Linked DNA regions of Mus musculus: all the other regions are linked to region 1. A link is a contact called in public promoter capture Hi-C data. All regions are on one chromosome and are shown on one strand. Each heading gives the region's core, a stretch centred on a gene start, on an enhancer-like site or on the middle of the called end of the contact. The rest is flanking DNA. Distances are from core to core; before and after follow the strand shown.

The links. Promoter capture Hi-C pulls out the DNA fragments that hold promoters and counts their contacts.
Region 2: a promoter capture Hi-C map of liver shows a contact between it and region 1, with 6 times the contacts expected there. The contact joins the promoter of Mettl17 here to the promoter of Oxa1l in region 1.
Region 3: a contact with region 1 is called in a promoter capture Hi-C map of liver, with 8 times the contacts expected there. The contact joins the promoter of Arhgef40 here to the promoter of Oxa1l in region 1. A contact is called at or near these places in 2 of 39 promoter capture datasets (hippocampal neurons and liver).
Region 4: a contact with region 1 is called in a promoter capture Hi-C map of liver, with 7 times the contacts expected there. The contact joins the promoter of Zfp219 here to the promoter of Oxa1l in region 1. A contact is called at or near these places in 2 of 39 promoter capture datasets (hippocampal neurons and liver) and 1 of 9 other capture datasets (pancreatic islet).
Region 5: a contact with region 1 is called in a promoter capture Hi-C map of pre-B cells. The contact joins the promoter of Hnrnpc here to the promoter of Oxa1l in region 1. A contact is called at or near these places in 2 of 39 promoter capture datasets (liver and pre-B cells) and 1 of 115 datasets of contacts at active chromatin or transcription factors (astrocytes).
Region 6: a contact with region 1 is called in a promoter capture Hi-C map of pre-B cells, with 6 times the contacts expected there. The contact joins the promoter of Cenpj here to the promoter of Oxa1l in region 1. A contact is called at or near these places in 2 of 39 promoter capture datasets (hippocampal neurons and pre-B cells).
Region 7: a promoter capture Hi-C map of hippocampal neurons shows a contact between it and region 1, with 9 times the contacts expected there. The contact joins the promoter of Rab2b here to the promoter of Oxa1l in region 1.

Annotation. Positions count from the first base shown.
Region 1 is chr14:54,358,814-54,362,672 of GRCm38.p6, forward strand. Oxa1l (oxidase assembly 1-like) reads left to right here and starts at 2,028. Exons shown (of 10, transcript NM_026936.3): 1 at 2,028-2,104; 2 at 2,509-2,655. The coding sequence starts at 2,042.
Region 2 is chr14:51,883,152-51,887,010 of GRCm38.p6, forward strand. Mettl17 (methyltransferase like 17) reads left to right here and starts at 1,691. Exons shown (of 14, transcript NM_001029990.1): 1 at 1,691-1,872; 2 at 2,000-2,153; 3 at 2,237-2,371; 4 at 3,747-3,828. The coding sequence starts at 1,795.
Region 3 is chr14:51,982,839-51,986,697 of GRCm38.p6, forward strand. It overlaps Arhgef40 (Rho guanine nucleotide exchange factor (GEF) 40), which reads left to right and starts at 1,995. Exons shown (of 24, transcript NM_198249.4): 1 at 1,995-2,153. The coding sequence starts at 2,151. Gm16617 (predicted gene, 16617) reads right to left here. Exons shown (of 3, transcript NR_045728.1): 3 at 3,551-3,859.
Region 4 is chr14:52,018,626-52,022,484 of GRCm38.p6, forward strand. Zfp219 (zinc finger protein 219) reads right to left here and starts at 2,108. Exons shown (of 5, transcript NM_027248.2): 1 at 1,898-2,108. Tmem253 (transmembrane protein 253) reads left to right here. Exons shown (of 7, transcript NM_001033805.3): 5 at 1-27; 6 at 107-253; 7 at 581-1,162. The coding sequence ends at 661.
Region 5 is chr14:52,102,208-52,106,066 of GRCm38.p6, forward strand. It overlaps Hnrnpc (heterogeneous nuclear ribonucleoprotein C), which reads right to left and starts at 1,814. Exons shown (of 9, transcript NM_001170981.2): 1 at 1,682-1,814. It also overlaps a transcript of Rpgrip1 not described here.
Region 6 is chr14:56,569,590-56,573,448 of GRCm38.p6, forward strand. Cenpj (centromere protein J) reads right to left here and starts at 2,257. Exons shown (of 17, transcript NM_001014996.2): 1 at 2,149-2,257.
Region 7 is chr14:52,277,322-52,281,180 of GRCm38.p6, forward strand. It overlaps Rab2b (RAB2B, member RAS oncogene family), which reads right to left and starts at 2,074. Exons shown (of 8, transcript NM_172601.3): 1 at 1,875-2,074; 2 at 1,593-1,664. The coding sequence starts at 1,920. It overlaps Tox4 (TOX high mobility group box family member 4), which reads left to right and starts at 1,825. Exons shown (of 10, transcript NM_023434.3): 1 at 1,825-1,911; 2 at 2,067-2,335; 3 at 2,500-2,568. The coding sequence starts at 2,330.

The DNA of each region.
Region 1 (3,859 bases), core at 778-3,277:
ATAGAGACTGTTTTGAGCCCACTGTATGAGTGTGAGGAATCACACTCAGGTTAACTGAACCATCTCTCCAGCCCTGATTTTTTTTTTTTAGCTCTGTTCATTTTTTATTGAACATCATGCTTATTAAATTTTATCAGATATTAAATAATGTGACTATTACATTGTTGAAATTGTTAGCGTGTATTGTCTTCCTTAAAGTAATATTTAATTTTGCCTAAACAAAAAAGATAAAATTTTCCAAGATTTTTGTTTGATTTTTGCTTTGCTTGTTTGTTGAGACAGACTTTCTTTATGCAGTCCTTGCTGTCCTAGAACTCACTGTGTAGACCAGGCTGGTCTCAAACTCACAGAAAGACATCTGTCTCTGCCTTTTGAATGCTGATATTAAAGGCCTGTTCCCACCACATCTGACAATAGATGATAGATAGATAGATAGATAGATAGATAGATAGATAGATAGATAGATAGATAGATAGACAGACAGACATTTAGGCATGCATATATGAGTGTTGTGCTTGCTTATATGTATTTGTACCACACACTTGCCTAGTATCCATAGAGACAGACAAAGGTGTCAGAACTCTTGGAACTGGAGGTGTATGTGGTTGTGAGCTGCTATGTACATACATAAGAATATGTGCACGCACACACACACACACACACACACACTCTCTCTCTCTCTCTCTCTCTCTCTCTCTCTCTCTCTCTCTCTCCAAAATAAAAGTCGCAAATTTCGGGGTTGGATATGGCTCAGCGGTTAAGACTATTTGCTGCACCATGGTGAATACCAGAGTTCAGATCCCAACACTTATGCAACAAACACCTCTAACTCCATCCCTCTTCTGGCCTCCGAGAATGTACACTCATACAACACACGACATCTATGAAATAAATAAGTTTTTATTCCTCCAAAGTATCTAGTAGCATATGAAGAAGTATATGTGATCAACCCCCTCCTTCCTGAGCAGTAATTTATTTTTCACATTACTTTTTTTTTTTAAGATAAGGTCTCCATTTTTAACCCTGGCTGGCCTTGAACTCACCACTTACCTGAGTCAGCTTCCTCTTCAGTGCTGGGATCACAGGCGTGCAGCACCATACCCACCTTATTTCAATTTATGCTTTAGGGAAGCTTTTAGTTTCAAAAAATACACAACAAAATCTACAAATAGATAGTAACAATCTTGAGACAACAGATCCAAGACATCAAGTTCAACTTTCATCTTTAGTTTCCTCGGTTATTTCCCGGAAACTGCCTTCCCTATAGCTTTGTCAGATTCCAGGCTACTTTCAAATTTCATTGGATCTGTAATTACAATATTACCTTGCAGTAAGAAAAAACCCACGCCAAGCACAGATGTAAAAGCTATTGTTTTCGCCTTTCTGGTTTGCCTGTTTGTGGGGTTAATTCTAGTTTGAGATTTTGTTTATTCATTATCTTCTTGTGACAGGCAGGGTCTCTCTGCAGTCCTGGCTAGCCTTAAACACAATAGGTAACCAAGATTCACCTCGAATTTTAGGCAATCCTCCTGCCTCCGCCTCCCAAATGCTGGGATTATAGATTTGAGGCACTATTCCAAGAGTAAAGGCCATTTTTAATCCAAGAATTATTTTAACCCAGGGAACAATTACAGTTTGGGAAATGGAAGGGAAAACAGGAAATATGCTATGTTTACACTGCCACTTAACAGCGCATCCTGTCTCTTAGTTTCTTTTCTTTTTTTTTTTTTTTTTTTTTTTTTTTTTTGATTTTCGAGACAGGGTTTCTCTGTATAGTCCTGGCTGTTGTCCTGGAACTCACTTTGTAGACCAAGCTGGCCTCGAACTCAGAAATCCGCCTGCCTCTGTCTCTTAGTTTCAATCTCTGCGGAATCTTGACTTTTTTAAACCACTTCAAATACCATCGCCTGTCTTCATTCTCCCTCACTACCTGATCTGTGACGTCAGGTCTGACTGCCTGCCCATTTCCAAAATGGCCTCCCCCGCAGCGTCAAAGTTCTGAGTGCGCGTGCGCGAGAGTAAGTTCCCTCTTCCCGGCAAGATGGCGAGGAATTTAGTGTGCGGTCGCTGGCAGCTTCTGCGACTCCTACGACCCCAGCGTTCGGTAAGGTTCCGTCCAAAGCGCGGGGATGCTGCCTTGTCCTTGTCACCTGAGCTGAGGTCACGAGCAGATGCTGACCTGGTCACTGCGACCTGCGAGTCATGACCTCCGGTCGCGTGAGGGCACCACCGGGTTACGTCCCGGGGTTGGTGGCCTGGTTTCTCTGTAGCTGTTTGGAAACTGCCTGCGACCCTGAGCCGTGACCTCTGGGCCCCGTCCCCGGGCTTCGGTAACAGGATGCGGGAGACCCTAACCGGAGCTGCACCCTGCACGCTCCAGTGCATGGCTTCGGGGCCTGTAGTCTGTGCGAGCAGAGTTGCAGCGCCCCACTGCTGCAACCGCAGGCTGTCTGCGGGAGAGGCGGGTCGGCTGGGACTCAAGGCCTTCCCTTCCTTTCACATGGTCAGTACCATAGCGTCGCAGTGTCCCTGAGACCGCTGGCCGCCGAGCTCCTCGCAGCCCGCCGGGGTAACGGGCGGCCACCCTGTGCTCTTCTCGCCGTCTTCACTCCTCGCTGCATCAGTACATCTGCCACCCTCTTTGCAGAAGCCCAGGTAAGAGGTTCCCGCTGAGGAAAGGAGCACGACTTCTTGGCCCCTTTCTTTTGGTTCTGTGTTGTTTTGTTTGTTTTGTTTTGCGGGAGACAGTGAATGTGTAGCAGAGTTCTCACACTCCTCCTAAGTTCCTCCTAATATTAACCTGTTTGGAGTAGAAGTAGATTCTCATCTCAGGCAACTCAGTGAGGAAATGCCTAAAAGTGCTGAGAAATTTGTAGGGCAGGCAAAATGACCCTGCTGTACAAAAGCTCTTGCTATTGCAACCCTGGTAAACCGAGTGCCAACCCTGGAACCCAAGTAAAGGTGGAGCAGGTTGTGGCACAATCCTAGTAACCCCAGCACTTGGGAGGCAGAGATGGATAGATCTCTGAATTCAAAACCAGCCTGGTCAACATAGAGCTGTGTAGTGTGACCTTGTCTCAAAAATGAAAAAAAATAAATAAATAAATAATGAAGGAAGAAGGCGCCACACAAAGTTCATCTCTGACTTCCACACATGCTGTGGCATGCATGCCTACATACATCACACACACAAGATAAAAAAAAATTAAGCCTGGCGGTTGGTGGCGCACGCCTTTAGTCCCAGCACTTGAGAGGCAGAGGCAGGTGGATTTCTGAGTTCGAGGCCAGCCTGGTCTACAAAGTGAGTTCCAGGACAGCCAGGGCTACACAGAGAAACCCTGTCTCTAAAAACAAAAAACAAAACAACAAAAAAATTAAATTTGCCTGGCATGGTGGCGCACGCCTTTAATCCCAGCATTTAGGAGGCAGAAGCAGGCAGATTTCTGAGTTCGAGGCCAGCCTGGTCTAAAAAGTGAGTTCCAGGACAGCCAGGGCTATGCAGAGAAACCCTGTCTCGAAAAACCAAAATAAATAAATAAATAAATAAATTTAACTAATTAATTAAATTTTGTATTATATTCAAGACACTACCAGAGGAGTGGTGGTAAGCCAATAAAGTGAAATGTGATTGTGAGTTTGTGTGTTTGTGATCTGTGTGATTCTTTGAATACTGTTTCTTAGAAGCCTGTGTAGGATTTTTCTCAGAGAGATTTATCATATTGTGTTATGAGTGTGTGTGTGTGTGTGACGGTGTGCATGTGTACATGAGTGCCCATTAGAGAGCCTGAGGCTGGAGTTACCAGTGGCTGTATGCTGCTCTACAAGGGTGCTAACGACGGAAAATGGATCCTCTGCTGGA
Region 2 (3,859 bases), core at 441-2,940, 2.5 Mb before region 1:
CAGTAATTTAACATGAAAAATAATAATAAAGTATAACAACTGCAAAGTATAGGCTGGGCATTGGTGGCACAGGCCTTCAAACTAACCACTTGAGTGACAGAGGTTGGTGGATCTACATATTGAGTTCCAGGCCAGCCAACCAGGGCTCTATGTGTGTGTGTGTGTGTGTGTGTGTGTGTGTGTGTGTGTGTGTGTGTGTGTGTGTGTGTGTGTGTGTGTGTGTGTCTGTGTCTGTGCGCGCGCGCGCGGGAGTGGGAGGGGAGGGGGAGGAAGGGGGGAGGGCGAAGCAAACTTTCAAAAGACTGCAGTAGGTAACACCTTTTCCACAGCTGTCGTACATACACACTCCCTCGAGTCTCCAGAGAGTCATTGGATAAAATCAAACCTCTACTACCCACATAAGACAAACCAAGCATCTAAGAATCCAGCTCACACAGATACCCATATATGGTCCTGTAACTTTTCTAATTGGACTGAAGACTATAGAGTACTCTTCGTCCTGTCAGCTAACTTCTGCCCCCAAGAGGCTAAAGAGGAAACCACAGCTGGGTAAAGTACTGCTGCCGGGACCCAAGAATTTACAGGTCCATGAGTCTTTTTTTTTTTTTTTTTTAAAGATGTATGAGTGCTCTGCTGCATATACATCCACAGGCCAGAAGAGGGCATCAAATCCCCTTACAGATGGTTGTGAGCCACCATGTGATTGCTAGGATTTAAACTCAGAACCTCTAGAAGAGCAATCAGTGCTCTTAACCGCTGAGCCATCTCTCCAGCCCCAGGTTTTGGGGGGTTTTGTTGTTGTTGTTGTTGTTTCCCCACACACACACTGATTAACCCTTCGAACATTTAGCTTAAAATTCTCCATTTGCATTTCAAGGACCAACAATACCCAGTACGGTGCATTGTTTAAAAATGTAACTCTGACTTTCGACTCCCTAGCACTTAATTCAGCTATCACCTATTAAGTTCATGAACTTGGGTAAATTAACCACGTGAAAAATTAAGTTAGCAACAGATGTTTGTGGAAATAAGATGGCGGGAATTCGGTGTGCTACGTGGGAAGCTCTTGATAGAAAACCTGGAGCAAACTCGCAGACAACAAATGTGAAAAAAAAGTAAGCTAATTTTTATATTTATTAATTTGCAAACTGTAATAGTTATTAGCGCTCATCGTTGACTGCCTAAATCTGATTTTTGTTATGGTCTTGTCCCGTCTCACAAAGGGAAACTAGCCACGGTTCAGAATTCTACAGCACCAAATGAAAACAAAGAAAGTCCACACTTTCCTTTTCACCTGCCTACCCCACTCTCAGCCCCACTCCTGCCCCCACCCCCGCCCAGCCCTGCCCCCGCCTCTGTCCTCCCAAGTCCCACTCCCTACCACCCCCCCACGTCCCCTTCTATCTCCCCACCCCAGTGAGACTGCTTCCCCCTCCACGCCGCCCCCATCTCCCTACTCCCCCAACCCCTCTCCCTCCTACCCCACTAGCCCCCCCTAACCCGTGAGACTGATCCCTCCCCATCACAAAACACGCCCAAGCCGGGTTGGTCTCGCCCGCAGCCACGCTCAGCATTGAGACCACGCCCCTTCTGAAGGCTAAGCCCCTCCCACGAACGGCCTTCTTCGCAGAGACGTACATAAGGTACATAAGGTCGCTTATTGGCTGTTAGCAAATACTCCCTCTTCTCATTAGTTGATACCGTCCGGGTCGAAGTTCCACGGAAGATGCTCTTAGCTGCTTGGGCTGAGGGTTACAGGCATGTGTACTTCCGTTTCCGGTGTGTCCTGAAGCCATGGCCACCGCCAGGACACCGAGATTTCTGCTGCTGTTCTGCAGATCCTGCCGCAGCCTTCGAGGACCCCAGTCCCGAGTAAGTGCATCTTCCTCTGCTGGCGGAGAACTGGGTTTCCAGAGACATCTCTCGGAGGAGGAGCGACCTCGGCGATGCCTCGGGCAGCAAGCACCTGCAACCATTCTGTTTCTTTCGCTGTCTGCAGGCATACGCCGCCCTTGTGCCCGGTGTGTCCCAGGTAGACAACGGGTCGGATTTCCTGGGGAAGAAGCCCCATCGAAAGCATCCCGGCATCCTGCATCTTCCGCACGTCCAGCTGCCGCAAGCACTGGCTGACGCCGCACAGTTAATGCTTTTTGGTGAGAAACTGCGGGAAGGGGAAGCCAGATAAAACCAAACGAGGCCAGCACGCAGCGATGACCCTTTCCATCTGTGACCACAGAGAGACCCATGCGCAGTGTAGAGAAGCAGGTGCAAGCACTCACCAACTATCTCTGGAGCCGACATTTACCTGTAGAGCCGGAGGAGTTGCAAAGACGGGCTGCGTATCTTGAGAAAAAATTCCTGGAAAAACAAGGTAGGGCTTAAAACTAAAAGGCAAACCAGATTAAAATGTCAACGAGAAATTAGGATCAAAGAATAATTTAAATCTCTCAGATAAATACTGCTGTTTCTCATTTGATGCTGTAGTAACAGCCCTACTAGATGATGCCCTGCTAAGAAGGTAGGTTGGGCCAGAGGTTGCCCTTGGAGATTGGGTAAAGGTCAGAAGTTTTGGTCTTTCGGGTTTTTTTATAAAAAATTTCCCCTCCACCGCTGCAAGTCAAAGAGATTATGACTATATTTTGATTCAGGTAAGTAAAGGCCATATGGCAGGCAGTTCAGTAAACACGAAACCCCACCTCGGATAGAAAATTATTACATTTCAGATTATTTTTAAGACTATGGACTTCATATTGTAAATTTGCCTTTTATTCTTGTATTCCCTGCACGTCCCACAGTACCTGGTTCAGGGTAGTGTCTTAGTGTTCTATTGTTGAAGAGATACCATAATCACGGCAACTCTTAGAAAAGAGAGCTTTTAACTGGGGCTGGCTTACAGTTTCAGAGGTTTAGTCGGTTGTCAGCATGACAGCATGCAGGCAGGCATGGTGCTGAAGAAATAGCTGAGAGTTCTGCATCTGCATCGGGAACTGCAGGAACAGAGCGAGACTCTGGGCTTCTCATGGCCTTTTGAAACCTCAAAGCCCACCTCCTAATCCTTTCACGTAGTGCTACTCCCTGGTGACCAAGCATTCCAGCGGATGAGCCATTGGGGAGCAAATGGGGCCATTGTCATTCAAGCCACTACTGTAGGTGTTTGTAGAAATTTGCCCAGTGGTACAGAGCTCCACACAGTCCGGAGACTTGGATTTTCAAGCCCCTTTCTATGGTAATATTGAAGATGTCTCACTCCTAAGTGTCAGAGAGTGAAAAAGTCTATAAAAGTGCCCTTATCCTGGCTTTTATTTTTATCACATGGACAGGAGAGATGGTACAGAGTAAAAAAGCACTCACCACCAAACCTGATGACCTTCTACCAAATGGGTGAAGGTGAGAACTGACTCGGACCTATATGCACACAAGAAGTAAATATTTAAAAAAAAAAAATCATTTTTATCAGGCTTCTGCTCACTATGACGCAAAACTTGGATGGGTTAAGTTGACTAAACTACTATTCTAATAGTCTAGATACTATTAGGTAGATAATATACAGACAAGATAGTGTTGGAAAGTCTTTGATACTCTGGTGATGGTGGCGGTCATCAGTCTTATCCCTCTTCCCTGAAGTTTTGACCTTTCTCGGACTTTGAGCATTTTCTCAGACAGGAATGGGGAAGGCTGGGAGGCGTGTACTTCACGGGATCTAAGCCGTTCTCCTAAGTCCTCACCTCCAGTTCTTCTCACCCTAGACTCAGCTCCCACAGAGGAGAAACTTCGTGAGGCAGTACTGCATGCCCTGCGCAAAACTACCTACCATTGGCAGGAACTCAGGTACGGTCTTCCAGAAAGGGTACAAAGAAGG
Region 3 (3,859 bases), core at 745-3,244, 2.4 Mb before region 1:
GGAACTTTCAGAATAGCATTTGAAATGTAAATAAAGAAAAAATCTAATAAAAATAAATAATAAATAAAAATATATAAACCACATTGAAAAGTATCTGTGATGCAGGAGAGGACCTGTTAGCTTGGTATCTTCTCTATCTCTGCTTTATGCTATCCCTTCACATCACCTACCAAAGAGCACACACCAACTCAGACTGCATTGTATGCACACTGGTAGGTAAGAGTTCCCTACGGAGAAAGGGCTGTTAACCACTGTAAGCACACACCATGTACTGAAACTCATGGTAAGAAGGGATAACTTATATCTCAGAACCTAAATCCAAACTCCTTCACGCCACCAGTTCAAAGCTTTTGAATGGATCTTTTTTCCCATGATATATGTTTATATCTCACTGCCTAGCTATGGGTGTCCCTGGATTCTACCAAATGATTTGAGCATAAGGAATCTTAAGTTCCAATAAGGGAAGGTTCAATCGTTCCAGACCGAGAATGGGTGAACTAGATTTGATGAGTAAGGTTTACAGAAAATCCTCTGAAAAAAAACTTCCCTAGAAGGCCTCTACAACCTGCTGCTGGGCAGTATTTACCAGGCAGACACCAGGGGGTAGTAAAATCTCACTCTCTTGGTCATTAATAACAAGGAGACTGAAGAGTCTACCTTAACTGGAAGGTTGGAGATAGCTCCACAGTTCTTGCCGGTTAATCACAGGGTTTTCCCTGCTTGAGATTCTTTTTTAACCCTATGAACCAGAGGGCTCGTGTCATCCCCATGAATTAAGTTTCTCCCTTCTCCAGACCCACAGGAAAAGGGGCAGAATGTAGCATCCTAAGATGAAAAGAGCCTGTCATGGAGGCCCTTTCTTCTCCTCCTGCTCCAAGCCTCATCGACTGTATCCACTACCACACGTCTTCTAAATAAACTTTACCCTCTAACTGCAATGCCAACACCTTCACGATCTCTCTGGGAAATGAGTACCTTTCAGATCGCCTCCCAAATGTCCACCTTTTGGACCAGTCTGTGACTCAGAGACAGGCAGGGCAACCCCTTGATGTGCTGCGGTTCCTCAAGCCTTTTTGAGAGACCCCACTCGGCCTTCACTTCCATGTAGAAGTGATACTCGAGTTTGTAGGTGAGGCAAAAAAAAAAAAAAATTAAAGGAGCCTAGCCCCTTTTGTCTGAAGTGTAAGATAATAGTCACTGCCAAAAGCCCTAGCATATGGGCCACTATCGCCCTGCAACAAGAAGGAAAGATCTGACATCAGTACTAAAGCGTGGGGTCTAATCCGGGAACTGTTGCTTCCCCTTCTCTAACCGCAGAGCAACAGGGGTCTAAGGTAGAGAAAAAGGCAAAGGCAGCGTGGAGCAACTCCGCAAACGCCCCCAGACCCTACAGAGGGATCCTGATCCCGGGGCCCTGGCCTCTCAGCCGTGACACATATCCCCCCACCCCACATGCCAAGCCTTTACTTCGTAATTCCCCTCATCCCCCGCCCTCCCCAGGCTGCACACAGGAGCCCATTGTAGTCTCATGGAGCCTTGAGACCCAAGAAGGTGGAAGGGGAAGAAGGGCGGGCAAACGCCCAAGGCTTGGGGGAATACCCTAATTTCCCGGCCTTCAGCTCTACCTAAAGGGAACTAAAGGCTGTGGATCGACCTGGGCCCCAGGACCTTGCCAAGCCTTGCCACGGACCGGAGATGTGTCATGGACCCTAGAGATGGAAGAAGGCTTTTGGCCGCCGGGCAACCTGGGACCTAGGCGGGTCCCCTGCAGGGTCCCGAGCTGAGGCTGAACTGATCCCGCAGAGCGAAGAAGACGCGGGAAACCCGGGGCGTCCTCAGCTGGGCGGTTCTCGGAGGGGGCGGGGCGGGCTGGCAGCAGACAGCCAGGGGAGCGGAGGCGAGGCTTGTGGCCAGGGTTGGGGGGGCTTCTCGGCTGGGGTCCCGGGCTGGGCGGGGCGGTGCAGGCGGCCGTCTCGGCCCTCCCTGGCGGGGCCCCCGCGGCCTGGGCTGCCGAACGAGCGGGGAGAGCCGCGGTCGCCGCGCGAGTTGTCCTGCAGCTAGACCCGGCGAGACTGAGCGCCCGGAGGGAGGCGGTGGCTCACCCGCCCCGCCCGCCCGCCGGAGAGTGGGACACCTCCCGACGCCGAGCCATGGTGAGTCCCGCGAAGCACCCCGGTGTCCCCTCGGCCTTCGCGCAGCCCGCTCCGGGCCCCCAGCCCCGTGCCTCTTGTGCCCGCTTAGCGCTCCTTGGCGCTTCGGAGACTCTCCACCCTCCCATCCCCCCTTCTTTTCTTCGATCTGCGGTCCTGCTGCCTGCTCAGTCCCTACCGAGTATTGCCATGACCCTTTCTTTCTTCTGTGCCACCTCCCCATCCTTCGATGGTCTTTGCACACATCCCACCCCCGGTCTTTTTGGTCCTACCCAGTCTTCTTTTGCTGAGTTTTCCCTCCCCCTCCCTATCTCAGTTTTTCACTCCTGGAGACCCTCTGCGAGTTGGTCTGGCGGCAGCCCTTGAAAGGGCACTGTCCTGGGTCATGAGAACTGACCTGCCTGGAACCACCATTTTCCATCCCAGTCCCCAAACCCGGTGAGATGGGCCCACCCATCCGGCCCTGAGGGACTAGCCACAGCTGTGGCTGGGCCAGGGCCAAAGGGCATGTCCAAAGGGAAATTCCCTCACAGAAAGGGGGCTGTTTGGGGGTGGGTAGGGGGTGTTCCGCAGTACCAATGGGCGTGACGTTGCCAGAGCCAAAACCATAGTTTTTGGGACAAAGTTCCCCGAGGTTCATGCAGCTGCAGGGAACTGAGCTGTTCCTGACAGTGCCTGCCTCAGAGCACTGTCGCTGCAGGGAGGGATCTGGATGGAATCCTGTAGAGCAGAGGCTCGGAGAGCAGCAGCTCAGGGTACCAGAAGCCCATGTCAACCAGAGTGAACACTAAGCCCGGAACTTTCCGGCCAGAAGTACTATGAAGTACTACGGGGAGAGCGCCCACTGCCCAGGCGGGTGCAGCCTATAATGCTCATTGCAGAGTGGAGGAGGGGGAGAGGCCCTGCCAGGGCAATGTCTACGGAGAGTCTGGGAAGCATCACCCTGCTCAGAGGGTTGGAGCAAGACAGGAACTAGGCCAGTGAGCGCTGACTCAGTCTCGCCCGTCGTTTGGTCCCAGCCGACCAGAGGCCTGGTGTCTTGGGCTCCTGCCCACCTCCGCCTGCTCCAGACCCCTCCTCCCCTCCTGCCGAGGCCGTTTCCTGTGGCTGCGACTCTTGTTCAGCCATGAGCTCACCGCCCCTAATGGGTTGCAGCTGCTTCGCTGCTCAAGCAGTAGCTCCCCGGATCCTAACTTCGGAGCTCGGGCCCACCCAACCTCACCCCTACCCTTCTTCCCACCCACGTACACAGTCCTGAGAACACTGAGGGTCTGTCTGCTCGCCCACACCTTGGAGCCAAGTTTGGGCTCTGATAACACAGAATGCTGGTCTCTGGGGTGTCTGAATACCCTAATCTTCCCAAACAGCCGGGATTAAGCAACTCTGGCTGGAGAGATTTCAGAGTAAAATAAGTAATTTTTGTCTTGGGGTGGAAGCAGAACCGTCTGCAATGGGTAGAGAGCTAGTAAATGCAAAGAGAGGTAGAGAAATAAATACTGCAAAATACTTTCCTCATTTACAGCAAAGACATCTGATAAACGGAACTTAAAAAGCCATCTTGAGAGAGATATGGACATGCAAAGAAGTAGACCCCAGAGTTGTTGTTTAGGAAGTGAGTGAAGAAACGTAGCCCAATGAATGATTCACTTAGGGAGTTGGTCAGTACGGGACACGACTTAGTCTTTGAGACAGGTTATCAGACAGAACCC
Region 4 (3,859 bases), core at 858-3,357, 2.3 Mb before region 1:
GGAACTGCCTCTATGGACTCCTCCCAGGTACTGGTAAATGAAGGCGGAAGGGCAGAAGAAAACAGGGGCTATACCCACAAAAGCATCCTCACCCTACGACCTGCAGTCGACAGGGTTGCTGGTGCTGGAGCTGAGCGCGGAGGCCTTCACCCTAGCGGGAGTGCTGGTCTCCACATATGCCCTGTTCTTGCTGAGCCAGAGGAAGCCTGGATACTTCAAGAGGTCAAGGCTGCAGTACCGGGAGCTACAGGAGGTAGGGGGTACAGGGAGGAAAGCATGAAGCAGCCAGCTTCCAGCTAACTTTTAATCTGGCTGTCCTTGTCTGTAGGCTTAAGAGCACATAGTAGGGCCGTAGGGAAGTGAAGGGCTGAAACTGATTGGCTTTCTGGCATTGGACGTTAGTTCCCTAATGATGTTTGTGAAAGAATTGGGTATTTAATGACTGGAGCTACACGCGTGCATAAACGTTAGGAAGCTGCCATAATGTACTATTGGAAAGACTGGAAAAACTGGAAGGGGGTTGCTTCTACCCGGGGTTTCCCCTTGGTTGACCCCAAAATTTGCTCGCATCTGTTTTCAGGGCCTCTCTGAGATGGAGGAGGTTTCTGGTTTGGAGAATGGTCCCGTGGTGGCTAGCACAGGAAATAGGACGGATGAGTGAGTGGGCAAGACAGGTGCCACTGTCCCCCTACGCCAAGGGGGACATCTCCAGGCACTTCTGCGTCTTGCACCTCCCTTGGACTATAACTGGACTTCCCCCAGAATGTGCCTGAAGCCCAGAGTGCCCTCAATTTCCCCTCAACCCAGGCCCATTTCTCTTCTCTTCCCCACTAGAGGGAGATAATTTCTGGACTAGAGACCTCCCTCACCTCACGCCTCGTCAAGCAGCTTCCTCCCTTGCATTCTTCGACTTCTTCCTCCCTGCCTCTCCATCCAGCTTCATTTCACATCTGCCTCCTCTCACTGTTCACCTTTCACAATCCCATCCACTCCAAGCCGGGTTGCTGCACCAGCCAACCCAGAATCCGCGTCGGTTGTGCTCCAGGTCTCCCTTGGATCCGGGTCCTGCCTAATTCACCCGAGACTACAAATCCCAGGATGCCCCGCTACCCCGTGACCTACTGCAAAATAAAGAGCCTTCCCTCGGCGGCGGGGGCGCTGTGCATCTGCTGAGTGACGCCAGGCGCTGGGAGCAAGGCCTAGCCGAGTTTTCCTCGGACGCGACCACTGGCCCCGCGTGCGGGGAGGCGCCGGGAGGGCCGTCGCGCACAGAGGCGCCGCCACCGCGGCCAGGTCACCGCCACCGGCTGCGGGTCTCTAGCCCTCGTGCCCGCAGCTGCCGGTACTGACAAAGGCTGGGGGTCGGCGCCGGGCCAAGCCGCGCTTCCCCTGGTGCTGCCGCCGCGCCCCTCGCGCGAGTGCCCAGGTTCAAAGTCCTGAGACTTGGAGCGCGCGCGAGAAGGGGGTTGGAGATGATGAGTCAGAGGCGCCGGCCCTCCTCGCCCCCTCCCCCCCGGGCCGGGAGCTGGAGAGGACAGGCTGGCTGGGCAGGCGGGGGTACCGACCTAAGACTTTCCCGCCTCTAGCGAGCACGCTGGTGGACCGAGCCCGCGTGGCCGCCACCCTTTCCAAGGCGGGAGCAGGACTGCGCAGGCTCAGCCTTTCGGCCGCCCCCGGCGGGCCTTTGATCCCTGCAGCGGTACGGTCGCTGAAGCTCTTTTTGTACTGTGCCCACACCACTTATGACCTCTGCAAGTGTACAAAGATGATAGACTCGGTTGGTTTGGGGGAGCGGAGAAAGCCCAGGAAAACGGTGGATCCCAATAGCACCGGGGAGAGGGGGGACAGCTTAGTAGCTGCTAAAAAGTAGAGATTGACTAGGCCTAAGAGAACTCACCCCAAATTCACATAGTGCCCGGGATGGGTGTTCGCCTCACATTCATTTTTGTTCCCACTTGAGAAGGCTTCTTTTCCCTAGAGAATGCTGCTTCTCCGGGCTCAGGCAAGCCCAGGTACCAGTGAGGCTAGAGCGCAGCCTGGCTGGCTTGCCTTGACATTGCAGTGGCGCCAGCTGCAGATCCTTTCTGTTTGTGACACCTTGGGAGTGGTAATAGTCGCCCTATGACAAAGTTACGTGTGAGTATTAGTGGGTGGAGACAGATCTGGGATCAGGCTCTGGAATGGAGAGAACGCAATCCGGGCCTCCTCCATGTTTTCTCTTCCCCCAATCAAACTGCAGGGATAGTGAAGGGCTCTGAGAAAAGAATATTTTTCTTCAAAGTCAGGACGTAGTGGCCAAAGAAACTATAAAGAGAAAACAGCAATTAGCTGTCTTCCAGCTTTTACCGCGGTAATCGGAAACCTGGATATTGCATTCTGCATCTTAAGAGAAACTCAAGGACCGTATAAATGGGTCTCTTAACAATGCTGAACACTCAGGGCCAAAACCTCTGGTTTTATTTCTCATTACTTTGTGTCCAGAATAACCGACAAGGGCCTTTGTTCATTGTAAATTATTAAGATCCTAAGATGCTGGAGGCTCAATTTTTTTTCCTTTTCTTTTCTTTCCTTTTCTTTTCTTTTCTTTTCTTTTCTTTTCTTTTCTTTTCTTTTCTAAAAGGCAGGGTCTCACATGTATCTTTGCCTGCCTGGAACTTGCCATGTAGACCTTGATCCACATGCCTGTAAGTGCTGGAGTTAAAGGCACGTGCCACTCACCATGCTTGACTGAGCCTTACTGTATGAAGACCCTACTGTGTCACCATAAGTTTGCCTCCCCCACTACATCGTGAACTAAGTGTGAAGAATTGTTTATGAATTCTGCAGTGCTGCTCGCCAAATGGATACATGTTAACTTCCATCACAATTGGTTGGCCAAATTAAGTCGTAAAGCCTCACTCAGTTTCCTGGGGAAGATACTATAGAATATGAGGGGGAGCAAACAATTTAAGGAAAAGGTTGGAAATTTGTGGTGAAGCTTGAATGGCTCCGCAGTTGGGATTTGTCTACTAGCAACCATGCCTATTTCTCCTTGTTTAGTTCAGTGAGCTTCCGTGTGAAATTCTTAGTGGGAGAAAAACAAGACCAGGCGTCAGGAGACCTAGATTCTGGCTCTGTTGCTTGAGCGCATAAGATCTGTCTGAACTACACTTCATTTGCATGGCCATTACACCATGCTTCTTCTGCTTATCTTACTGAATCATATGGCGAAAATAGAGTCATGCACAAGACCTCTAAAATGATGAGGCCCTTGAGAGGTGGAAAATAAATTGTCTAAGAAGGCAGATAATGGTGTAAGTGAGTGAACTAGATTGCCTGTGAAGTGAGAACTGCTGGGAACTCAGCAGTACACACTGCTAAATGGATGTCTGTCCTCAACTCCACCAGCTACTGCCGTGGGCAGCTCTGGCTCCGGTAGTGCCATGGTTTCCGGATTTGAATAGAAGTCAGAAATTTAGAACACTCTTATTTTAAGTATTAATAATAAAAAAAATGTTTTTTTTAATTCAAGGGTCAGATTCAGCCTATAGTTCAGTAGACTGAAGTGTCAAGTTCTGCATTATGCAAATAGATGGCAAAAATTTGGGTTGAATCCTGGCTCTCAGAAGGCAGAGGCAGGAGGATCACTCTGAGTTCAAGGCCAGCCTGGTCTACAGAGCTAACTCTAGGACCTCTGGGGCTACACAGGAAAACTCAATTGTTTTGAAAAACCAGAAAACAACTAGAAGAATTGGGGGGTTGGGATGTACAGTGCGGTTTCTGTAGCTCTGGTGAAACACACCTGTGTTGGAGGGGTTAAACATGAAACTACCCCTCTAGACATTGCTTTCCAGGAAAAGGTCAGTTTGCCTGCGGGGGG
Region 5 (3,859 bases), core at 564-3,063, 2.3 Mb before region 1:
TACCTCTATCTCCCAAGTGCTCAAATTACCAGAGTAGGCCATTTACATTCTATGAAGTATGCTTTAAAGTATAATTTGTATAGTTTAAAATTAGTACCATATTTTTTTTGTGACTTAAACCCCAATTGTTTTTCTGTGTACCCCTGGCTGTCCTGGAACTCACTCTACAGCAGGCTAGCCTTGAATTCAGTTATCTGCCTTTCTAGTGCTTAAAGACTATGCCAGCACACACAGTGAAATACCAATTTTATAGTACGTTTACCTAATAAAATAACTCCCAATTAAATATGATACAAAAACCCCATACTCTTAGTACCAGGGATTGAATCCAGGTCTTCCTGAATACTAAGCACTAACACTAGGCTACATTAAAAAGAACTCAACACCTAGCCGGGCGTGGTGGCGCACGCCTTTAATCCCAGCACTCGGGAGGCAGAGGCAGGCGGATTTCTGAGTTCGAGGCCAGCCTGGTCTACAAAGTGAGTTCCAGGACAGCCAGGGCTATACAGAGAAACCCTGTCTTGAAAAACCAAAAAAAAAAAAAAAAAAAAAAAAAAAAAGAACTCAACACCTACAAGAGAGAAACTAATTTGTTTTTAAGCACGGTTTTACTATGTAGTCCTGGGCTGCCTTGCAATGGGTAAGGGGTCCTGTCTCAGAGCCTCCACAATACAAAGATTACTGGCCTGCACTATCATACATAGCTATAAACTGCCTTTTTGAGTTTTAGAGGGATAGGACTAGTACTGAGGTAGCTGTAAACCCTTGCTGTGCCTTTTAATTATTGTTCCCAAGTCCAGCTTGAAATTTTTCTGCTAACATCCGTGTCAGGTCCCCTCCCCCCAAAAATAAGCCTTTCCCCCTATTTATTTATTTACGAAACAGAGTTTCTCTGTGTATCCTGGGCAGTCCTAGAACTCAAAGAGATCTGCCTGTCTCTGCCTCCCAAGTGCTGGGATTAAAGGCGCGCACCACCTAGAAACTCAGTGAAAATACTTGACCTGTCTAGTACGATCCTGTCAACCGCTTCTAAGGCTCAATTCTCTCTATGACAGTAGTACCTACCTCAAGTTCCACTAACTTATGATTTGTAACCTGCAGATAAAATGTGAGCTGTAATTATTCCAATTAAAATTAATCTTCCGCACTTCCCTTTACAAACACAAGCACTCCGACTTTTAACCATTTTACCCCTAGAGGAAAAAAGTAATGATTACTCAACCTATTGTTAAAACGCCGTTCAGATGCCATGTAGCCAGCCTGGAATTTAGAAGCTTCCAGTCCGACACCACCATGTTATCGCTCCCCTACCCCCACCCAGCGTCTATCTTCGGAAGTGATAACGGAATCCGTAAGATATCCCCGACAATTACATCAACAAGCATTTCGTTCTTCGCTTTCTTGGTCCCCCCTTGGAATCCCTGATGGGCAAAGAAAATCAAAGTAGCCGTTAAACCCGAGCGCGCAGACAGGGTATTTTCGTACGCACCGTGGCCTGGAGGTCACTAGGTTGACTCCGCGCCAAGGCCGAGGCCCTGTTGCCTCCCGCATGAGACCCAAGTCCCCACCGCACGGGAACAAACGCGGCCTCGGCTTCTGCCGCGAGGCCGGTTTCCCCCTTACACACGCTGGCGGGGCCCAGCAGCCCAGGGCCTCCCCTGCACTCGCCCCCTTCGCTTACCAAAAGGAAGGAGAGAGAGAAGAGACCGCCTCTCCTACTGCGAGTCTACGCCGAGACGCCGGAGCTACAACAGCGAAGAACCACACGACCGTTCGCTCTCCGTCTCCTCACAAAATGGCCCCCGAGCTCCTCTGCCGCCGAGGCGAAAGTCCAGCCCCCGCCTCGTTCCTGGAGGCGTTCCTATTGGCTGTGACTTTTCTCGCTCCCGCTCCTAATTAGCGAGCGCTACCGCTCCTCACAATTCCGTCCAATCATAATCCGAGGTGGGTTGGGCTAATTGCGAGAATTTCCACATGCGTAACAGAGGCTAGTTAGTAATTGGTTCAGCTTCATGCCACTTAGTGACTGACGGATGGTTATTGGTCAATGTACCAGACGGAAAGCTGGGTGGAATTTTCGCCTTTGTATCGCGCACAGCTTCTCATCCGGGTATCCGGCGGATCTGACTGACGGCCGCATCGTCCTATCAGTGCTTCTGAGAGCTCCCAGGTCCGGCCAGATCACCGCATTTCCGCGGCGCGGGGGTGGGAGAGCCTGGGTGGAGTCTGGTAGCGGGTGCAAACGGCCTGCCCTAGCCCCAGGCCTAGGAAAAGGGAAACGCAAACAAGCTTCTGAGAAGGGAGGAGAGTTATCTCTAGGCCGTCTACTAGCTCTGCAGTTATTATCAAATTCAGATCCCTTCTTTCTGCCAGATTCTATAAGCTGTTGGGAGGACATGGCCTTCTCAGTGAACAGCTCCCCCTCCAAACCAACTGGGTTCTGTAGTTCTCTCCTGCAGGAGCAATTACCCGACCTCCTATAAACCCGCTTCCTTGTCCCAAGTCGCCACACAGTCTGCAAACCCAATGGCCAGCCACCTCAATTTCCCACTTTCTAGAATAGACTACTTAATCCCCTCAGGTTTGGTCTGCCACTAAAGCTCTGGTTATACTGTAGGAACATTAAATACACTGAAATGTATATATAGCTTACGGAGAAAAGGAGATTGTATCCCAGAAAAATTTCCTGATTTTTTTTAATCTTTAGATCTTTAAACCTTTGCCTTTTTCTTTCTTTCCTTTTTTTTCTTTTTTTTTTTTTTTTAAGAAAAAGATTTATTTACTGTTTTTATATGAGTACACTGTAGCTGTCTTCAGACACACCAGAAGAGGGCATCCGATCCCACTACAGATGGTTGTGAGCCACCATGTGGTTACGATCAGGACCTTTGGAAGAGCAGTCAGTCCTCTTAACCTCTGAGCCATCTCTCCTGCCTAGCCTTTGTCATTTTCAAAAGATTTATTTTATGTAAACCAGTCCAACGAGTTTATGTGTTCCCAATTTTACATCTTATTTTTAAAAAGAAAAGTTTGGGCTAGGTAGTGTTTCAAGTGCAAGCCAGCCTGGTCAAGTTTCAGGACAGCTAGAGCTATAGAGTGAAACTCTATCTTGAAAAAACAATAAATATAAGTAGGTAGGTAGATTGACAGACAGACAGACAGACAGATAATTGGGGAGCCAGAAAGATGGCTTAGCAGTTAACAACAACTGCTGCTCTTCCAAAAGACAGAGGTTCAATTTACAGCACCCACAAAAGGGCTCATCGTATAACTCCAGTTCCTGGAGGTTCCAACACCCTCCTCTGGCCTCTGGGCACCAGGCACACACATCATACACAGGACTCTTTTTACAAATTAAACAAGACTCAGTGATCGGGAGCTTGCTTAACACACCCAAGGTCCTTAGTCCAATCCCCAGTACAACAAAGTAAGAGACAAATAGAGAAAGAGTGGAGATCTGTGTGTTGCTGTTAGGGAAAGCTTCTATTTCTCTCTCTCTCTCTCTCTCTCTCTCTCTCTCTCTCTCTCTCTCTCTCTCTCTCTCTCTCTCTCTCCCTCTCTCTCTCTCTCTCTCCCTCTCTCTCTCTCTCTCTCTCTCTCTCTCTCTCTCTCTCTTCCCCCTGAGACGAGACGGGGTTTCTCTCTGTGGCCTTGGCTGTCCTGGAACTCACTTTGTAGACCAGGCTGGCCTCGAACTCAGAAATCCACCTGCCTCTACCTCCTGAGTGCTAGGATTAAAGACGTGTGCCACTGCACCCGGCTTATTTTTCTCTTCTCTTTTCTTTTCTCTTCTTTTCCCAGACTGGGTTTCTCTGTGTAGCCCTCCTGACTGTCCCGGAACTCACTTTGTAGGCTGACC
Region 6 (3,859 bases), core at 1,007-3,506, 2.2 Mb after region 1:
CATCAGACTGGCCATCAAGTTGCTTTCCTTAGGCATGCTGTTGGGGGCATTTTTTTTGATTAATGACTAGTGTGGGAGGGCCCAGCCACTGTGGGCGATGCCTCTCATAAGCAGGTGGGTTGGGTCATATAAGAAAGCAAACCATGAAGCAAGCTAGCAAGCATTACTCTGCCATGGTTTCTGCATCAGTTCCTGCCTCAAGCTCCTGCCCTGGCTTCTCTGGATGATAGGCCACAACATGTAAGCTGAAATAAACTCCAAGTTGTTTTCAGTTAGTTGTTTTCTACCATAACAAGGAGAGCCAAACTAGAGCACCTAGAAAGATAGGGGCTGGTTCTTACTGAGAAAGGGCTCCAGCCTGCAGGGAGTATATACACTGCATCATACACTTAAGAGTAGCACGCGCAGGGCGTGGTGGCACACATCTTTAATCCCAGGACTTGGGAGGCAGAGGCAGGTGGATTTCTGAGTTCGAAGCCAGCCTGGTCTACAAAGTGAGTTCTAGGACAGCCAGGGCTACACAGAGAAACCCTGTCTCGAAAAACAAAAACAAAAAAACAAAAAAGAGTAGCACGCATTAACTAGCTATCCAGTAACTGTTAATTCCTGAATAGTAATTTCCTTGTAATCTGTTGTAAGAAAGATAATCCTAATTGTTTTTACATTAGGAACCTACCTGTAAAGGCAAGGAAGGGAGTTTTCAGTTAACCTTGGTTAAATTTCAACATCCTTAGTAAAAAAAAAAAAAAAAATGTTTAAATCAAACATGGGGTCTCACAAGCATAATGCCAGCACTGAGGAAGGAAGCTGGTCATCACAGGGGTGAGGCCGGTCTGGATACATAGCAAGTCCCAAAGACAGTGTGAGTGTAAAGTGAGAGACTGTCTTTAAAACAAAACAAAAGCAAGAAAACCCAGAGCTGGAGAGATGGCTCACAGTGGGTAAAGTGCAAACTGTACACGCCTGGCGATCAGAGCTGGTCCCGGAACCCACATAAAGGTGAAAGGAGACACTGACTCTACAAAGTTGTCCCCTGCCCTCCACACATGCAGAACATGCATGAAATCCAACACATATCATGTACACAACAATATTTGTAAAAGGTAATCTTAAAACTAAATAAATCTTAATTTAGACAGTAAACAAGCTGCAAAGAAAGTCACTCTGTAATGTGAAAATCGTCAACAATTCCCTGTTAGACTGAGCAAAGTGTAATAATGGTTTAGGGCAGCATCTTAACATCGTCTTCACACACACACACACACACACACACACACACACACACACACACCTTTTTTTAAAAAGCACTAAAACTTCCATACCTTTGCTACAAGTCCATTACTGTGGTCCTAAAACTATACGTACTGCCAGTTTTAAGTATTGAAATACTGATTCACAGTTGGGTATTGATGATACACACCTATAATACAGTGTTTGAGGTGGAAGGCTAGCTTGGGCTACATAACAAGCCCTTGTCTAAAGAACGCCAAAAATTTTCCCCTAAATTTGTTTTTTATTACTTATACGAAGGCCTAGGTAAACTACAAATAATAGACTGTCTAGGACAGTATGTTATGTAAACTCAGATATTAAAATCTGAGGTACAACACCACCTGCTTATGAAGTTGTAGTCATTACCGTAAGTTAATTGTACGTAAAGCTGCCTTTAAAAAAAAATCGACTAATTGAAAGCTTTGACATCTTTCTGTTCAAAACATAAATTATCTGCACTGGAGAAGGAGGAAGTTACGAGGAGACAATTCAGACCTTGATTGAGGAAGATACGAGGAGACAATTCAGACCCTGAAAACTTTCAGCTGACAGGTCCGCCTCCCCTGAAACACAACTCTTCTTGAAAGCAACAAAGCTTTTGGAGAAGCCGAGATAAGGCCTCCTGAAAGACTGCAAGCGGCGCCACTGCACCCGGCCCGGCGAGCGTGTCGCCCGGAACAGAAACACGCACCCCGGCCGACCCCCTTGAGGACCGATCCCCCGGGTGCTCGGAAGAACAAAGCGGGCTTAAGCCCCGGAACCACCGCCGCCCGCGGGCGCCAAGCCCTCCGCGCCATGCCAGCCCCAAAGCCCAAGCTGGCCTCTCAGGAACCGGGCGGCGGACGGGCTTCTCCGCTCCTTCCGCCCATCAGTTACCGTTCTTCGAAGAAACAGCTGTTCAGACCGCTCCGACCAGCGATAGTCACCACTTAGCTGGCCCGGCATTTACGAATGAGCCGCCACAACCATCGCTGCAGCCAGAGCCCCGCCTCCTGGACCGGCCCCGCCCAACTCTGGTCCAGTGACTCCTGGGAAATGTAGTTCCTACAGTCCGTGTGAGCTTGCGCGCAGGCGCCTCGGACACATGCAAACTACAACTCCCAGCAACACCGCCATAAACGTTGCTAGGGGATGCTCTATGCGCGCTCTTTTGCGGCGGGCACTGGTCAACAGCTGTTGTTCTGAAGTCAACCGATTGAGATCTGACCCCTGCGGTAACAGAGAGCGTACTCCATTGTGCCAGGAACACAGAGATTCAAACCGAATCTAAAAGACGACAGGTTTGGGAGAGTTTCGTCGTCTTCGCTTTTCTCTTTGAATGGGTTTGATTTAATAAAGACCTGTTTAAAACAAAAAAGTGACATTGGTAGGACGAATAAGTGAAGATAACCGTGGAAAAATTTACTCCGGAAATAATCATCTATTATGTGGCTAGTCGATGGCTGCACAAAGTGTGTGCATTCAGTGTTTAAATTATATGGAATATTGAAAGTGCAGATATTAAAATTATATATGGAATGTTGAGCGCAGATTTCACTGTTTATTTGTTTTGCCACCAGAGGGGTTCCAAAATACAGACATGACCCTTTAATCTAGGATGCTACAACACTTCAAGCTACCACAGTTTTTAGACTAGGTTTGAACAATATTGTAAACTAACATCTGTTTTTTAAATATATAATTTTACTATTTTATTTTTACTTTATGTGCAAGCATATTTTGCCTTCATGTTAGTATGTGCCCTGACGTGTGTCTGGTGCCTGTAGAGGTCATAGGGGCCATCTGATCCCATGATCCCATGGAACTAGAGCTACAGATGTTTGTGAGCTACCATGTAGGAGCTGGAAACTGAACCCAATCTTGGGAGAGAGAACAGCAAATGCCCATAACCACTAGGCCATCCCATTTTCTCTTCTCCGGTTGATCAAATGCTTGCCTAGTATGTTCTATCCTCAGCACTGTATAATCCAAAATTGGTGACCAGTCTCTCAGGTGGGGAAGGTGAATCAGAAATTCAAGGTCACCCTCCAATATAGAGTAAGTTAGAGGCCAGTATGTTAACATGAGATTCTATATAAAAAGGTCATCAAGAAGAATTGCCCTTTATACTAATTAGTTCAAATAAATCAATATTATTAAAGATAATTAAAATTTTGTACAGACACCTCAAACATGGAGACGGGAAAAGTTTTTGTTTTGCTTTGTTTTGTTAGGTTACATCATAGATGAAAAAGCCAAAGTTCAAAACTACCAAGATCACACACCTAAAATGTTGACAAGAGAATGGAGCTCAGTGGGTAGCAAAGACCTTGCCTGCTGTACCAGAGGCTGAGTTCCATCCACTGCCCTAAGCTGATTAGTCAGTAAATTAATAACTTAAGATGCTGAATGAGGGTTCAAATGGTCTTCTTTTGGCCTGAAACCATGCCCAAAAATCATTTTCTTAAAATGTGTGTCTTTGACAATAATCACAATATTCTCTACTATTTCTGCCTACATTTTATTTGGTATAGTATGTTATGCCACATTGCTTGTTGTCTGAATAAACAAATTTTATCACACTCATCCTTTCTCTCTCTCTCTCTCT
Region 7 (3,859 bases), core at 824-3,323, 2.1 Mb before region 1:
AGTGACAGAGGATGATGGGTGCTGGGAATTGAACCCTTGTTCTTGGGAGAGCAGTCGGTGCTCTTAACTGCTGAGTCAGCTCTCCAGCCCATTGATAGCATTTCGCGACAGTGTCTCAGAGTACTGACTAGTTCTGTGTATGAAGCAGCACTTCTTAAACTGCAATTCTAAAACTGTTTTCATTGGCAATTAAAGAAGCTGCCTAAGGAACAGGTCTTCAAGGACAAAATACCTTCAATCACCAATAATTTCCAGAGTACATTGGTAATAGCCTCTCTTAAAGCAGTATGGAAACTGACGAACTGATAGAGCTTTTGACACTTTTCTATTTCTAGGCAAAATTCATCTCTTTCAAGGACAATATTTCAAAAAAACAAAAACCCCACTGCATCATAAGCAGACAATTCATCCCCTTTTCTATTTTCAAAATAGTATTTTGTACATAGCATGAGGAATTCATACTCTATATAAATATTTTTACTTTAAGGTGCTATATGAAATACCTGTTCTGAATACCTATTACCTCAACAAAAATCAAAAAGATATTTTTTTGGAAAAAAAAAATCACTGTCAACTTTTTTTTTCTCTCAGAACAATAAGAATGTAATTTCAATGAGTAAGAAACTAAAAAACAGGCTGAGTATAGTGGTGCATATCTAATCCCAGCATTTAGGACGATCAAGTCAAAATCATGGTCAGGTTACCCAGGAAGCTTAAAGCCAGTCTCGGCGCAAAAACAAACTTATTACGAAAGTCCGTGAGGCTGGGAGTGGTGGCGCACGCCTTTAATCCCAGCACTTGGGAGGCAGAGGCAGGCGGATTTCTGATTTTTGAAGCCAGCCTGTCCTACAGAGTGAGTTCCAGGACAGCCAGGGCCACACAGAGAGAAACCCTGTCCCGAGGGGGTGGGGGGGGGAGAGTCTAATGCAGGAGGATCTCTGGGAGTTTGTGTCCAGTGTGGGTTATATAATGAATCTGAGGCTATTTGCTCCTAAAAGAAGAGAAGGTGAAGAGATTAGAGGAGGTGTCTGTGCAGGAAGAACTGCAATGTCCGTACATTGGCTTTTACCTCTCCAGACTTAAAAGAATCCTATGTTGGTGTTTATGTTGAAAAACATGTGAAGCTGGTAGTTAATAACAAAATACAGATGAGATGTTTAATAAGCAGTCATGTTTCCGTGGGATTTTTCCATAAACATACAAGTTGCATTGGAAGAAAAAAAAATCCTACGGCAACTAGTATCTTACATCCATCTCTAAAGTTACCTTTCAATCATTTATCCTCCACTTACCAGCTTTTATCATTTTTCATATACCATGATTTCAGACCAAGGTAGCGAGAAGTAACTTTTTTTGGTTTTTCAAGACAGGGTTTCTCTGTGTAGCCCTGGATGTCCTGGAACTCACTTTGTAGACCAGGCTGGCCTCGAACTCTGAAATCCACCTGCCTCCCGAGTGCTGGGATTAAAGGCGCGAGCTACCACGCCCGGCCGAGAAGTAACTTTTTATTTAGAATACTGAGACTGTAACTTTCTCCTTTAGCAGTTCTGGCAGCTAGCTTTTAGCTGTTCTGGAACGAGGGGATAGCTTACCTATTGTGAGGTCGTGCACGGGCTGGAACCGCTTGTCGGTAAACTGAAGGAGGAGACATGACTTCCCCACACCTGCGAAAGAACGGTGTTCACTAGACGCACGTCACCCGGGAAGCCGCTGGCTCCCAGACAGGGAACAGGGTCTAAGGCAGGGGCAGAGCCCCGCCCCCGGGGCTCGCCCCGCCCCCTCCGCGCAACTCCGCTCACCCCGCCCCGCCCCCAAGCCGATTTTGGAGGTAGGATCCCCGCCCCAACTCCGAAGGCGGTCCGTCGGCGGGTTACCTGTGTCTCCGATGATGATGTACTTGAAGAGATAAGCGTAAGTCATGGTCCCGAGGCGTCTGTGTTCCGGGTCCTCCCGATTTCTACAGCCACTTACCTCCGACCTCTCTAGCCACTCAATCTACGGGTCTCCTTATTTGCCTCCGCTCCAGCCCTTCTAGCTCAAGCTGCGTCTCTATTGCTCTCCCCCAGAAATCTTCGCTGGATCGGCTGTACCGGACGCCGCCTCTAGGGCCACCCAGTGCTCTTCTACATGCCATTATCCCACCAAGCTCCAGGGGGCGACAGCGACCCTTCGGGCAGCTGGGATCGAGACTGGTTGCGTCCCTGACTCGGTCCAATCATCGGAGAGCGACGCTTTCTCCTTGAGGAAGTGACGCGCTCGGAACCTAGTGGGGGCGGTGGGAGCGATGCGGACGCGGAGACGCTGAGTCGCTGGTAGTGGTGCTGTGAAGATGGAGGTGGGTGCCGAGTCTTTGAGGGCTGATGAGGGTTCGCGGCCGACTAGGGGAAGCGGAAGCGGGAATGCAGGGCAGCGAGGAGCCAGGGGGGCTCGGGAGGGCTGGGGTCTCAGCACGCCACTGCTCCGCTCACTCACCCACCGCGGCTTTCTTTTGGTTTACAGTTTCCCGGAGGAAATGACAATTACCTGACGATCACTGGGCCCTCGCACCCTTTCCTGTCAGGAGCCGAGGTGAGCAAAAGCTGCTGATGCTGGGGCGCCGGAGGGCCTAGGCAGCGGTTAGGGAAGGACGGTGGGGGTGAGCGCGGGGGCTGGCGGGAGCTGGAGGGGACAGTGGCCGAGGCTTCGAGCTCCTCTAAGGACTGTGGAGGGGGTGGGGGTGGGGGAGAACCGAAAGCGGCTGTCATGAGGAAACCAGGATGTTGAAGAGACGGCTTGTTTGAGGAGTTTCTGTTCTGAATAGGAAGAACGAAAGGAATTGTTCTTTGGTTGGGGGTGAAATAACTAACAATCTTGGGAGACAGCAAGAAAGAAAAAAAATTTTTTCAGTAAAGAAATCGAGATAAAGAAAGTTGTTTATCCAGCAGGGAATAACTTCGGACAGTTGTTATTTCTTGAATTCTATAGGGGGCTCTTTTATTTGAAATGTCTTTTCTGATAAAAGTGGTTCATCCTACTGATGTGGCATCTGTTTGCTTGGCTAAAGAACGACAGAGGGAAAGAAATAGCTGCCAGAGAACATAGAAGGGGGTAGAGTGCACCTGTTTCCCAGTGATCACAGACTGACTATGTCACCTTTGGATTCCAGTTGTCAAATGACTATAATAACAGGGTTTGGTTTGGTTTGGTTTGGTTTGGTTTTTAAAGATGGCGTGAAGTAGAAGTAATGGTTGTTGGATGTTCTAAGACCTTCCACAAGGGTCACCTAAGACCATAGGAAAACAGATACTTTGTGATTCATAACAGTAGCAAACTTATATTTGTGAAATAGCAGCGAAAATAATTTTATGGTTGGGGGTCACCATAATATGAGGAACCATAATAAAGGGTCCATGCAGCATTAGGAACGTTGAGAGCCACTGCTGTAAGATATTCAGGAAAACTTTTGGTTGACAGATTTTCCTATTAGAAAGCATAAAACTTATTTGAGCAAGCGAAAGTCAAAGCTGCAGTGTATGAAATTTTACCATTTTTTTTTTGAGAACTTGAGCCTTGGTCCATCTTTTGAGGATTATATACTACCTCCCAAAGTGCTGTGAATTCATTTGCACGGTTGTTTGCACCAAAAGTAGTTATCCATTGCTGTTGTGTCGGTTTATCCTGTGGGAACATTGTTATGGTTGAGAGATGATTGACAGTGAGTGATTGCTAGTTGCTTTTGCTTTTTGTTTTTTGTTTTGGTTTGGTTTGGTTTGGTTTTTTGGTGTTTTTTTTTCTTTTCTTTCCTTTTTCTTTTCCTCTTTCTTTCTTTCTTTCTTTCTTTCTCTCTCTCTCTCTCTCTCTCTCTCTCTCTTCTTTCTTT